Linked DNA regions of Mus musculus: region 1 is linked to region 2. The links are chromatin contacts, called in public HiChIP or PLAC-seq maps. All regions are on one chromosome and are shown on one strand. Each heading gives the region's core, a stretch centred on a gene start, on an enhancer-like site or on the middle of the called end of the contact. The rest is flanking DNA. Distances are from core to core; before and after follow the strand shown.

The links. HiChIP or PLAC-seq counts read pairs in DNA pulled down with a chosen protein or histone mark.
Region 1: a contact with region 2 is called in an H3K27ac HiChIP or PLAC-seq map of embryonic stem cells, with 15 times the contacts expected there. The contact joins two enhancer-like sites. A contact is called at or near these places in 3 of 39 promoter capture datasets (cranial neural crest, embryonic stem cells and liver), 2 of 15 datasets of contacts at CTCF or cohesin (embryonic stem cells and stem cell-derived epiblast-like cells), 41 of 484 Hi-C or Micro-C datasets (the G1E-ER4 cell line, LSK cells, cardiomyocytes and 10 more), 8 of 115 datasets of contacts at active chromatin or transcription factors (embryonic basal ganglia, embryonic stem cells, stem cell-derived epiblast-like cells and 1 more) and 2 of 9 other capture datasets (embryonic stem cells and embryonic trunk).

Annotation. Positions count from the first base shown.
Region 1 is chr8:89,580,013-89,585,084 of GRCm38.p6, reverse strand. No RefSeq gene overlaps it. Among named protein-coding and RNA genes, the nearest start is that of Gm26331, 7.0 kb to the left of the region's middle. Within about 2 kb of position 1,799, at least 1 of the 459 cell types and tissues checked has an H3K27ac peak or open chromatin away from gene starts, as enhancers often do. A contact at or near this core is called in embryonic stem cells, where this site is marked.
Region 2 is chr8:88,947,153-88,952,816 of GRCm38.p6, reverse strand. No RefSeq gene overlaps it. Among named protein-coding and RNA genes, the nearest start is that of Mir8110, 75 kb to the left of the region's middle. Within about 2 kb of position 2,711, at least 28 of the 459 cell types and tissues checked have an H3K27ac peak or open chromatin away from gene starts, as enhancers often do. A contact at or near this core is called in embryonic stem cells, where this site is marked.

The sequences.
Region 1 (5,072 bases), core at 550-3,049, 630 kb before region 2:
TCAAATTATACAAGTATAACAAATTATTTAAATAAAACAAATTATTTAAAGTATCATGCTTATATTGGGAAAAGGTTTTAAAATGGAAAACATGACCTAGGCTTCCAAGAAGTCAAACGGATATATGTTTAAGAAACAAAACCTAATAATCAGAAGAAACTGAGATAAAAGTCAAAAGTCATTGGGAACATGTCAAATTAAATGATAGACTGTTTCCCAAATCTAGAGAAAGGTCCAGACAGAGGGAAATTAGACCTCTAGGAGACTCAGAGAAGCATAGAAGACGCACACTCTGTAAGAGGGGAGATGAACAAAGGGTCGTCTACATAGAATCAAACACATCCACCACAGCAAACCCCTAATATCTTCTAAAGACATTTATTTATTGTATATATGTGAGCACACTGTCGCTGTCTTCAGACACACCAGAAGAGGACATCAGATCCCATTACAGATGGTTGTGAGCCACCACGAGGTTTCTAGGAACTGAAGTCAGGACCTCAGGAAAAGCAAACAGTGGTCTTAACCGCTGAGCCATCTCTCCAGCCCTGCAAACCCCTAATATTAAGAAGAGAGGACAAGGTATGCCAATAGCACAAGCAACCATGATGTGAACAACGAATTGCTGGAATGGCCAACCCCTCTTTAGAAGAACCTTAGATACAAATGACTTGAACTCATCAGCAAAAAGACACAGACAGGATAACTATCTGTTGTAGCTAAGGAACTTACTTAGCTGGCAAAGGCATCAAAAACCTGAGTCAATGGACAGAAACCTAACCCAGAAATATAAGCAACAAACAAGCATCACCATTATTATATCTGATTAAAAGTGACTTCAAAAGAAAGCCACTCAGAAGAGAAAACATGCCATTGCACACTAGAGCCCAAACAATAAGGAAGATATAATAGTTGTATTTATTCACCAAACATGAGGGCTCTCAATTTCCTGAATTAGACACTAAAAGACATAACAATGTCATACAAAAACCTTACTTTAGAAGTTATATTCATTTATTTTTCTCATCACCAGTGTGTGAGAAATCATGTTTTCCCAAGACCTCACTATCCATAAATATCAAAATGTTCAAAATGTGCTTTGGTTGATAAGTTCTTTGACACTGCATTTTTTTCTTTTATGAATAGTCTATGTTACTTTTTCATATTGAATTGTTAACACTATTTCTACATAAAGCATACTTAAGTTACTCATTTTTCCTTTCCTGTTAGTAATTTTTTGGTAATGCTTTAATGAAGATATTTTTTAATATTTATGTAATAAACTGCATTGATGGTCTTCATGGCTGCTGCCATGCATATATACATATATACATGTACACAATGTGTATGACTAGTACCAATTTTAGAGCTTTGGTTTCTTTGAAAAACATGGAAATATAGGAATATGTTTTCATTTAAATCCCAAGTGTGGTATATGGGACTGCTTCACATCATCCACAGCAGCTGACTATGATTTGCCTCGTGCTCTAGTAGAGGCAAGACTTTGACAGCTGCAGAGAGTTTCTGTGATTATGTGATGTTTCTGGGGAAAATATATGAAAATTCTGGTGACTTTTCAGAGAATATATAAACGCTGGTGCAACCAAGAGGCAGGATGGGTTAACAGGAGTGGTTGGTTATTGTTGGTTGTTGTTGGTCTTGATTTGTTAAGTAGTCATATGCAAAGAAAAAGAAAACAATAAGAAGGAGACATTAGCTATCCTGAGAGCAAAGATTCAACTTGCTCCAAGGAACTTGACACCCCTAATAAGCAGGAAGCATTCTGATGATAATGCCACAGCCTGTCTGATCCCTGACTCTATTCAGGGATCTTTTTCCTTTCTCTTTCTTTTTTCTTCTCTCTTATCTATTGTTAGGAGGTTGAAAGTTATAGGAAAATGGGCAGAGAAGGGTGGAAAAAGAACACCCAAATAGCAAAGACAGCTACATAGATGTATATGCTTTGCCAATCCAATAGGATACAAATACCCACCTCAATATTTCTTAAGAGTTCTTTTGATATTTACAAATATTTTTCATATGAATCTATCTTTCCAACTGTATGGTTTAGGATAATCCCACTCCACTCCTCCAAAGAGACTCTTTGTCACAAAGCTGAAACTGGATAAAATGCATATTTCTGGTGGATTTTTCACTGTCACTTTTATCATAGTTCTTACATTTTCCTGAAAACTTCTTGGGATTGTTTGGTTTAGGCAGAACAGGAGACAGAAGTGCATATTTTACATATCAAAGCAGACTTGGACTCCAGGTTCTCCCAGCATCCCTCAGTCTCTGCCTGGCATACCCTGCCCTCAACCCTGAACTTTACAGCCCAGAGGCTGGACTGCCCTTCCCCCAGACCCCCAGAGGCTCTTCCCTGTATAATGCAAACATTTTGCATTCTCTCTCTCTCTCTCTCTCTCTCTCTCTCTCTCTCTCTCTCTCTCTCTCTCTCTCTCTCTCTCCTCTGACTCCTCCTTCTCTTCCTTCCTCTGGTCTTTCTCTGCATCTGTGTGCACATACCCTTTCTCTTTCTCTACCCCACATGGTGACTCCTCTGGCCTCAATCCTTGGAGCCAGTGAACTTGTCTGAGAGCAGCTTCTCAATAAACCTGCCTTTAATCTAATCTAATCTGGTTTGAATTGGCTCATTTCACGAGCGACAGAGAAATAACTTATCAGGGATGTTTTTCCAACATTTGTGATTTTGATATGGGTCAAATATTCTTCATTAGCTCTGTTATTCTTTTATACAGTAAACGCATTATGAGAAATTGGGGAAATGTTTTATACCCTAATTTGGAGACAGTATAATTGTTAATATGACAGAGCTATGGTTTATAGTTGTGAGAAATGTGGCAGTGTTTTTCACTGAAATCACATAGTTGAATATTTTGTTCAATTCAGGAACCAGATAACTTTCTGATAAATAGTTCCTTGATACATTTTTAATGTCAGAGAAATTGTGGATACAGAGAGGTGCTAGTTTTGGGCTTCTCTTTAATTTTATTTTTCACAAATTTTATGTAATAAATTATGCAGAATTGGCAGCTGACATCACTGGAAGAATAACTTGGGAAAGAAGTTTAATTTAGGGAAGAAAATGTGAACATAAAAATAGTTAAAGGTCCTGTTTAAGTGACAGCTACCTAGTCAGCACTTCGTTCTTCAGACTTGGCCTAGCTCCTTCCTTTCTTTCTTCTATGCTCCAAAGAGCAAATGTAGTATGTAGTAATGTAGTCATCTTTTTCCTCTTGACTTGAAAAGGCACACATCAATGACTTGGCCATTGGTTTGAAGACTTATCTAAGAACAGAGAAGAAACAGATCTAAAAACCAATTTAAATAGTACCTTTTCCTTTTGATTTTTATTACTATTGGGGATGGTTACCTGAGAATGGTGAGAAGATTTTAGAGCTGTGTGGAAAAGGGGTGTCCCATCAGCACTGCAAAGTATCAGGTGCAGTCAACCCGCTTAACAGCAACATGATGTTTTCATGGTTATGTGGACGTGTGCAGAGAAGGGGAGATAAGAGAGTTTGCATCAGTGTGTGGCAGGGGAATGCTCCGAGACATGAGCAAAGATGTGTTCCCCATGATAACTCTGTCACACAGCTAAACTCTTTTATAAAAGGTCACCAGGTACTATTAAGAATAGAATGTTGGAGAATGCTGTGTCTAAGCTTAAATCTGGATTTCATAGATATTTTACAGTTTATCAACTCAAGATAGAAAATTCCTCATGGGAGACAATTAATTTAACACTGAAGCAAAGACTGAACGGTCTTAAAATGTGTTTGTCCAAACAGAAAATTCAGTAAAGAACCTGGCGTGAAGTATGGTGATGTAGCTGGTGATGACTACACTCCAGAAGTAGAGGCATATGGTCTGTGGCAAGACATTCTTAAAAACATCAAAGAAAAATAACAGAGCAGGGGTGATAGCTCAAGTGCTGTGGGAAGTCGAGGTAGAAGGATGGCCGCAATGTGACACCAGCTTGAGTTACAGCCTGGATGAAACCTTGTCACGAAAGCAAAGCAAAATAACCTCAGACATGCCCGGTGGTGACACTAGGGTACCCCTTAATCACAGCACTCTGGAGGCAGAGGCAGGCAGATCTCTAAGTTTGAGGCCAGAATGGAATATAGAGTGAGTTCCAGGACAATCAGGGCTATAATACAGAGAAACCCTGTCTCAAATAAAAAAAGAAAGAAAGAGAGAGAGAGAGAGAGAGAGAGAGAGAGAGAGAGAGAGAGAAAGGAAGAAAGGAAGGAAGGAAGGAAGGAAGGAAGGAAGGAAGGAAGGAAGGAAGGAAGGAAGGAAGGAAGGAAACAAGGAATGAAGGAAGGAAGGGGAAAAGAAGAAAGAAAGAAAGAAAGAAAGAAAGAAAGAAAGAAAGAAAGAAAGAAAGAAAGAAAGAAAGAAAGAGAGAGAGAGAAAGAAAGAGAGAGAGAAAGAAAGAAAGAAAGAGAGAGAAAGAGAGAGAGAAAGAAAGAAAGAAAGAAAGAAAGAAAGAAAGAAAGAAAGAAAGAAAGAAAGAAAGAAAGGAAGGAAGGAAGGAAGGAAGGAAGGAAGGAAGGAGAAGGGGAGGGGAAGAAAAGAGAAGAGAAGAGAAGAGAAGAGAAGAGAAGAGAAGAGAAGAGAAGAGAAGAGAAGAGAAGAGAAGAGAAGAGAAGAGAAGAGAAGAGAAGAGAAGAGAAGAGAAGAGAAATCGATAAATGACCTCAGACACATACAGACAGCTGGTACCTCTATTTTGCCAAAGACTTTCTTACATGTTTCCGTGAAGATCAAGCTATTTATCTTCTTCCCTCATTCCCAGGCCTCCTCTGGGTTTTCCATTCACTCCTTTTCCCTGGGACAGAGTAGACATCTGAAGTGCGTAAGATAACTCACAGAAACACCAGCATATGCATCCAGTAGTGTTTCAGTCGAATGCAGCATGCAGATGATCATCATTTGCATTCTAAGCCCATAAACTGGCCTATCCCGAGCCCATGGAGGGCTTACACTTGAAACACTGGGCAAATATTGAGACACGGTTACTACTTCTGCCAATGCCAAGTTAC
Region 2 (5,664 bases), core at 1,462-3,961:
AGGATGCAATATAAGACCCTCACCAGATGCCCACACCATACTTACAGACTTCCCAACCTCCAGAACTATTCAGCCAAAGCAATTGATTTCTAAGTTCACCAGATTATAACTTTATATTTATTCAAAAGAATAGAGAGGAGCCAAGGGGAGGTCACATTGGTTCAGAATCACCTGGTCACTCAGGAGCAACCTTACCTGACAAGTTATTCCAGTCTCTGAGCTTTTATAGCCCCCTGCCTCCCAACACAACCACTCAATAAACAAAACAAAACAAAAAAACCAAACCAAACCAAACCAAAACAACCCTAACTAATTGTAGCTGTAGCAGCGCCACGCCACTCACAAAAGTGAAGGCCAGGGTCTCTGCCCAAGGGTGTGGCCACATGATGGAGTATCCTTCAGCTCTTTGAAACGGGCAATGCTGCCATTTGTGGTAACTCGCATCAACATTAAAGGCAACACGCTAAATTAAACAAACCATTCACAAAAGGACAAATCTTTTAGGAGCCCACTTACCTGTGATACCTAGAATGGTCTGACACACACAGATGAGAGGCACAATGCTGGTTGCCCGGGGCAGGAAGAGAAAGAATAGGCCATTCTCTTATGGGGACAGAGTTCCAATTGGGGGGGGGGGGTGTTAGAAAGTTGTCTCTTATCAGTGAAGCACTTTCCTTGTGAGTGTGGGGAACTGAGTTTGAGATGCCTGTCTCAATAAAAAGGTGACTGTTCCCCAGGAAGCAACTCATGAGGTTGTCTTCTGACCACTACACGATTCTCACCTAGGTGCGGACCCATGAACACGTGCACACAGGCAAACACACACAGAGAACTGTGTGGCCGGTGGTATAGTTGCCAAGCAACGAGACGAGAATAGTGCACTTAAAATTGGTGACTGTAGCTACATGCATATTTCACCACAACCAACATGAGAGCAAATTTCAAAAATACGAATTACTCACCCTGGGAATGTCAGATTAAAAATAAACATATGACTAAAGAAGACACGCTGCGGGACCAGGTGGCTTGAGTCAAGGTACACTGGAGCCTGTGAGTATCGGGCTCCCACCACGCCCTCCCTGCTTCTGAGGGAGAAGGCATGCTGGGATGGATGGCCAGGCTCCGGGCTGACTTCCTGTTCTGTTGCCCTCTCCCCCTGCGTATTAGCTTCGCCATCTTTGGCCCTTGCGTCTGGGCATCAGAGGAGCCTCCTCTCAAGGAACCCAGCATCCCCCTCTCCCTCATTTGCTGGTGGGGGACTAGAGAGCTTTCTGACTTGGCCTTGGTAGATGTTGGCTTTCTTTTTTGAGGAAAAAAAAATAAGGTTTTGTCTTGTTATTTTGAGATAGGTTCTATGTTGTCCGCGCTGGACTCACTGGAATCACAAGTGTGTGCCGTCATACCCTGCCTTGCATGCGTTTTGAAACAAAGCCAGGCAAGTGTGTGACCTGTGTAGTGTGGAAGAAAGCGTTTGTCTGACTGTTACGTCAGAGCTTTGAGATCCAAGCCTGGTCAGCCACCGTGGTCTCACCCTTCATTCACTACCGCCTTCTGTTTTCTGTGTACCCAGGAAAGAAAGCACTCCCAGCTTTGATCAGCATCTTAGTTAAGGTCTCTCTCTCTCTCTCTCTCTCTCTCTCTCTCTCTCTCTCTCTCTCTCTCTCTCTCTCTTTCTCTCTCTCTCTCTTTCTTTTTGGTTTTTCGAGACAGGGTTTCTCTGTGTTAGCCCTGGCTGTCCTGGAACTCAGAAATCGCCTGCCTCTGCCTCCCAAGTGCTGGGATTAAAGGCGTGCGCCACCGCGCAGCTTAGTTGAGGTTTCTATTGCGCTAAGAAAACACCATGGTAACCTCCTCCTTTGGGGAGGAAAGGATTAATTTCCCTGACATTTCTATATCACGGTCCTTTATTCAAGGAAATCAAGACAGGAACTCAAGGTTGTAGTGTGCAGTTATAAAAATCAATCCACACTATGGCTGGCGAGGCACCGGCAACGGCGGTCTCTCCGCGCCCATGGCTATCCCCATTTTGGCTTGGAAACGGCAGCTAACCGCAGGAACCTGGGCAGACCGCCGCGGCTTGGGGCTTTCCTTGGGTGTGGGAAGACCGCCGTTGCCGTTGCCGTTGCCTAGCCGGCCATAGCATGGATTGACTTTTATAATTACACGCTACAAAGGTAAGGGAGGTGGAACGGAGGCCATGGAGGAACACTGCTTACTGACTTGCTCCTCGTGGCTTGCTCAGCTTGCTTTCTTATGTGACGTGGCACCCGGCACTGTCTGCAACGAGCCTTCCGCATCAATCGCTAATTACGGAAATGCTGTAGACTCGCCAAGAGGCAAATCTTATGGACACACTTTCTCAATGGAGGGTCCTTCTTCCCGAATGACCCTAGTTGTGCTGAGAGGACCTTAAATTTACCAGGGAAACAGGAAAATTTGGGAGCTTGAGACTCTTCAAGCTACCAGGCTTAAGGAAGGTTCTGGGGTATAGCTCAGGGCCAGAAGAAAGCTGACCTGCTCCTTGTCTGCTGTGGAGCTTCCAGGAAGAAACTGAGATATATGTCTCTGGCTCTGGATCTGGGAGGCTGGGGGTGGGGGGGTATAGGGCAAGTGTCAGGTGTTAGGGTGTGGGAGCTTACGCAGGAGGAAGAGGGCCTGTGGCGAAAAGTCAATTGCCGAAAGCGTCTCTTGTATACTGGAGACTCCTCATTGGCTGGGGAGGTGGCCAGTGAGTCAGGCAAGGAGAGAGAGTATCAACCCTGGAGCCCAGTGGCCCGAGTCTTAGAATCTGTCCTGCCATTTACTGACCTAAGTCAGTTCCCGGCATCCATTCCACAAAAGCCAGCTGCTTCAGGAGGCGCTGAGAGCTCTGCTCTTGTCAGCCCACCATCAGTGCCTGGCGCACCTGAGGCAGATGGCGGAGCACAGGCTCCTCATTAGAGCAGCACTGACCTAAGGCTTACAGGCCTGGGCAGCTCTCTGCCCCTCGGGTGGGAGCCTCTGGCCTACTAGAAACAGAGCTGAGGGGCTGGCTTGGACCAGCTGGGAAAGAGGTTATGAAATAATAATCAAGGCAGCTGTGCCCTGAAGATGTTCTAGAAGGCTCTCTCCTTCCTTCCCTGGTTAGCCATGATGAGAAGTCAAGAGGAAATGGCGGACTTAGTAAATCAACTGGGGATGCGGCGGGCAAGAAAATTTCCTTTGAGGTCAGTCTTCAGTTCAGACTGCCTCTCTAGCTGTGTGGCTCTGGGAGAGTTGTTTAACCTCTCTGAGCTTCAGCTTCTTGCCTATCTCTAATTGACACATAATTAGTGTGCATATTTTTGAGGCAGGGTAAAACCCTTCAACACATTGTGCAGTGATTGTCTGGGGAACCTCATCCATCCCCCAGCCGTCGTCCTAGCTGTCCTGAGACCCACAATCACAGTTCGCTCCAGTTGTAACTGAGCTGTGGAGCACCAGCTCCCTCTGCCCTGTCCTGTCCTCAAGTCCTTAGCAGGCACTGGGCAACAGGACGTTTCCGTGATCTCTGTGCTCCGTGGCTGTAATCCTTCGAGTCACCTCATCTGTCACCTGGGACGGTGCCACAGCCCCTATTAATACAGCCACACGTGGCAGTGCTGTGCTCGGGTGCCACGCTCTGGCTGCCTGTGCGGGCACAGGGCCTATTTTTAGCGCGTTATGTCTGTAATTATGTAGTTTCGCTGCCTTGCAAATGCGTATCTGCTCTGGGGAGAGGTTACGCTTCCGTGATCTGTTATTTTTGATAGGGCAAGATGTGCAAAGTCTCTTTGAAGCCGTGCCTCCCTCCAGCCCCAACTACCCTGAAAACAGTTCTGGGAATTCCTGGTTGCCAATCAGTCAGCAACCATTGTAACATTGGCGTATCAATGGGGCAGACACTAGCTCTGTTCCCTGGGGTCAATTCAATCTGTTTATAATTTTTGATCAATCTATAGTTTTCGAAAGTCGAGGATTCCTTTGCGGGACTGGATCTTTGAGGGATCAACAGAGTGTGGGTGTCAGCAAGATGGGGAGTGAGCTCCCACGCGAGCCACAGCTCTAGCCAGGAAGGGCCTTCAGAGGGATTTTTGACTCCAGAGGAAAGAGAGTGGGCAATGTAGGGGTCAGCCCAGGTGAGACAGAGCTGGGCGGAGACTTGGCTGGAGCAGGGGCCTGGTGGCCCTCGCTGTGACAGATTAGGAGATTAGAAGCTCTCTAGAGCTTGAAACTCTGCTCTAGGTCAAAGAGCATCTGCTTGTAGGAGGAAGGCATGATCCGAGGCCCTTCAGCAGGGCCCAGCCAGGCCTGCAGGAACCCAGAGATAAAAAGGAACCTCAGAAGTGAGTCACCCAGGGAAAGCAACACTGTTCACTCAGTCGCTCATTCTTTCACTCGACAAACCTGCACAGCACAACCACTGTCTGGTTGCTAGAGACAAACCTTCACAGCACATCTACTGTCTGGCTACCAGGGAGACATCAGAACGTCCAGTTTGCTCACACAGTAACTCCTGCCTCCCACAAATTAAGAGTCCTGAGGGCCCTCATTCCTGCAGAGCAGAGACATAAGTGCAGGTCCTGCCAAAGCAGCTGAAGTTCATGGCCGGGACTCTGGTGGTGGTCTCTGCTGGGTAAATGTAGAAGGGAATTCAGGGTCCCTCAGACTCCTCACAGTCCTGGGCTCACTGAGGAGACACCAAGTGACCACGCTACTGTAAGAAGCCTTACCACCAATGGTGGAAAAGCCACAAGACTGCCAGACTCACAGCTCAAAAGATCAAATTCTCCATGCAGAGGCGTGGGACGGATGGTGACAGCTGTGGTGGCCTGTGGACAGGATTCACAGGTCCATTTGTGTCTCTACCTCTATCCTTTATCCAAACACATCTGTTGCCTTTCTTTGTTACATACAACAGAGGTTTAAGTAGAGACCATAAGGGCACATGAGAAGAAGAAAAGAGAAGTCTGCCTGGACAGCATCTCTTACTAACACAGTACTGTCCTTATTAACTGTATATATTTTAAATACAGAATAGGGACTGTAACTTTTGGTGTGTGTGTGTGTGTACATGTGTAGAACCCAAAGGCCAGCCTCAAGTATCATACTTTATAATCTATAAAAAATAAAATGTCTGCTTTGCTTTTTGAGGCCTGGCTTGTCATTTAGACTGAGCAGGCTGGCTACGTAGCCTCAGGGATCTGTGTGTGTTACCGCCCATCAATGGGATTATAAGTGCTGAGTCATCATACCTTGCTTCTTTTTTTTTTTTTTTTTAATATGGCTTCTGGGGATTAAATTCATGTCCTCGAGCTTATACAGTAAGTATCCTACCAACTGAGCCATCTCCCCCAGACTCCCCCTCCCCCCTGCTTGTTATTTATTTTTGAGACTGTGTTTTAATTATAACACTTCTTTCTCCCTCCACACCTTCCCATACAGCCCCTCTCCCCACTCTCCTTCAAATTCACAGCCTCATTTTTTTAATTAGTTGTCATTGTATGCATATATGTCTTTGTATATATTTATCCACTCCTAAATATAACCTGTTGAGTCTATACAATGTTACTTGTATATATGTTCTCAGGCTCTTTGGCACTGGACAACCAACTGGTATGCTCTTTTCTAAGAAGAGCCATCTGTCCCTCTCAGGTTTAATTAGTT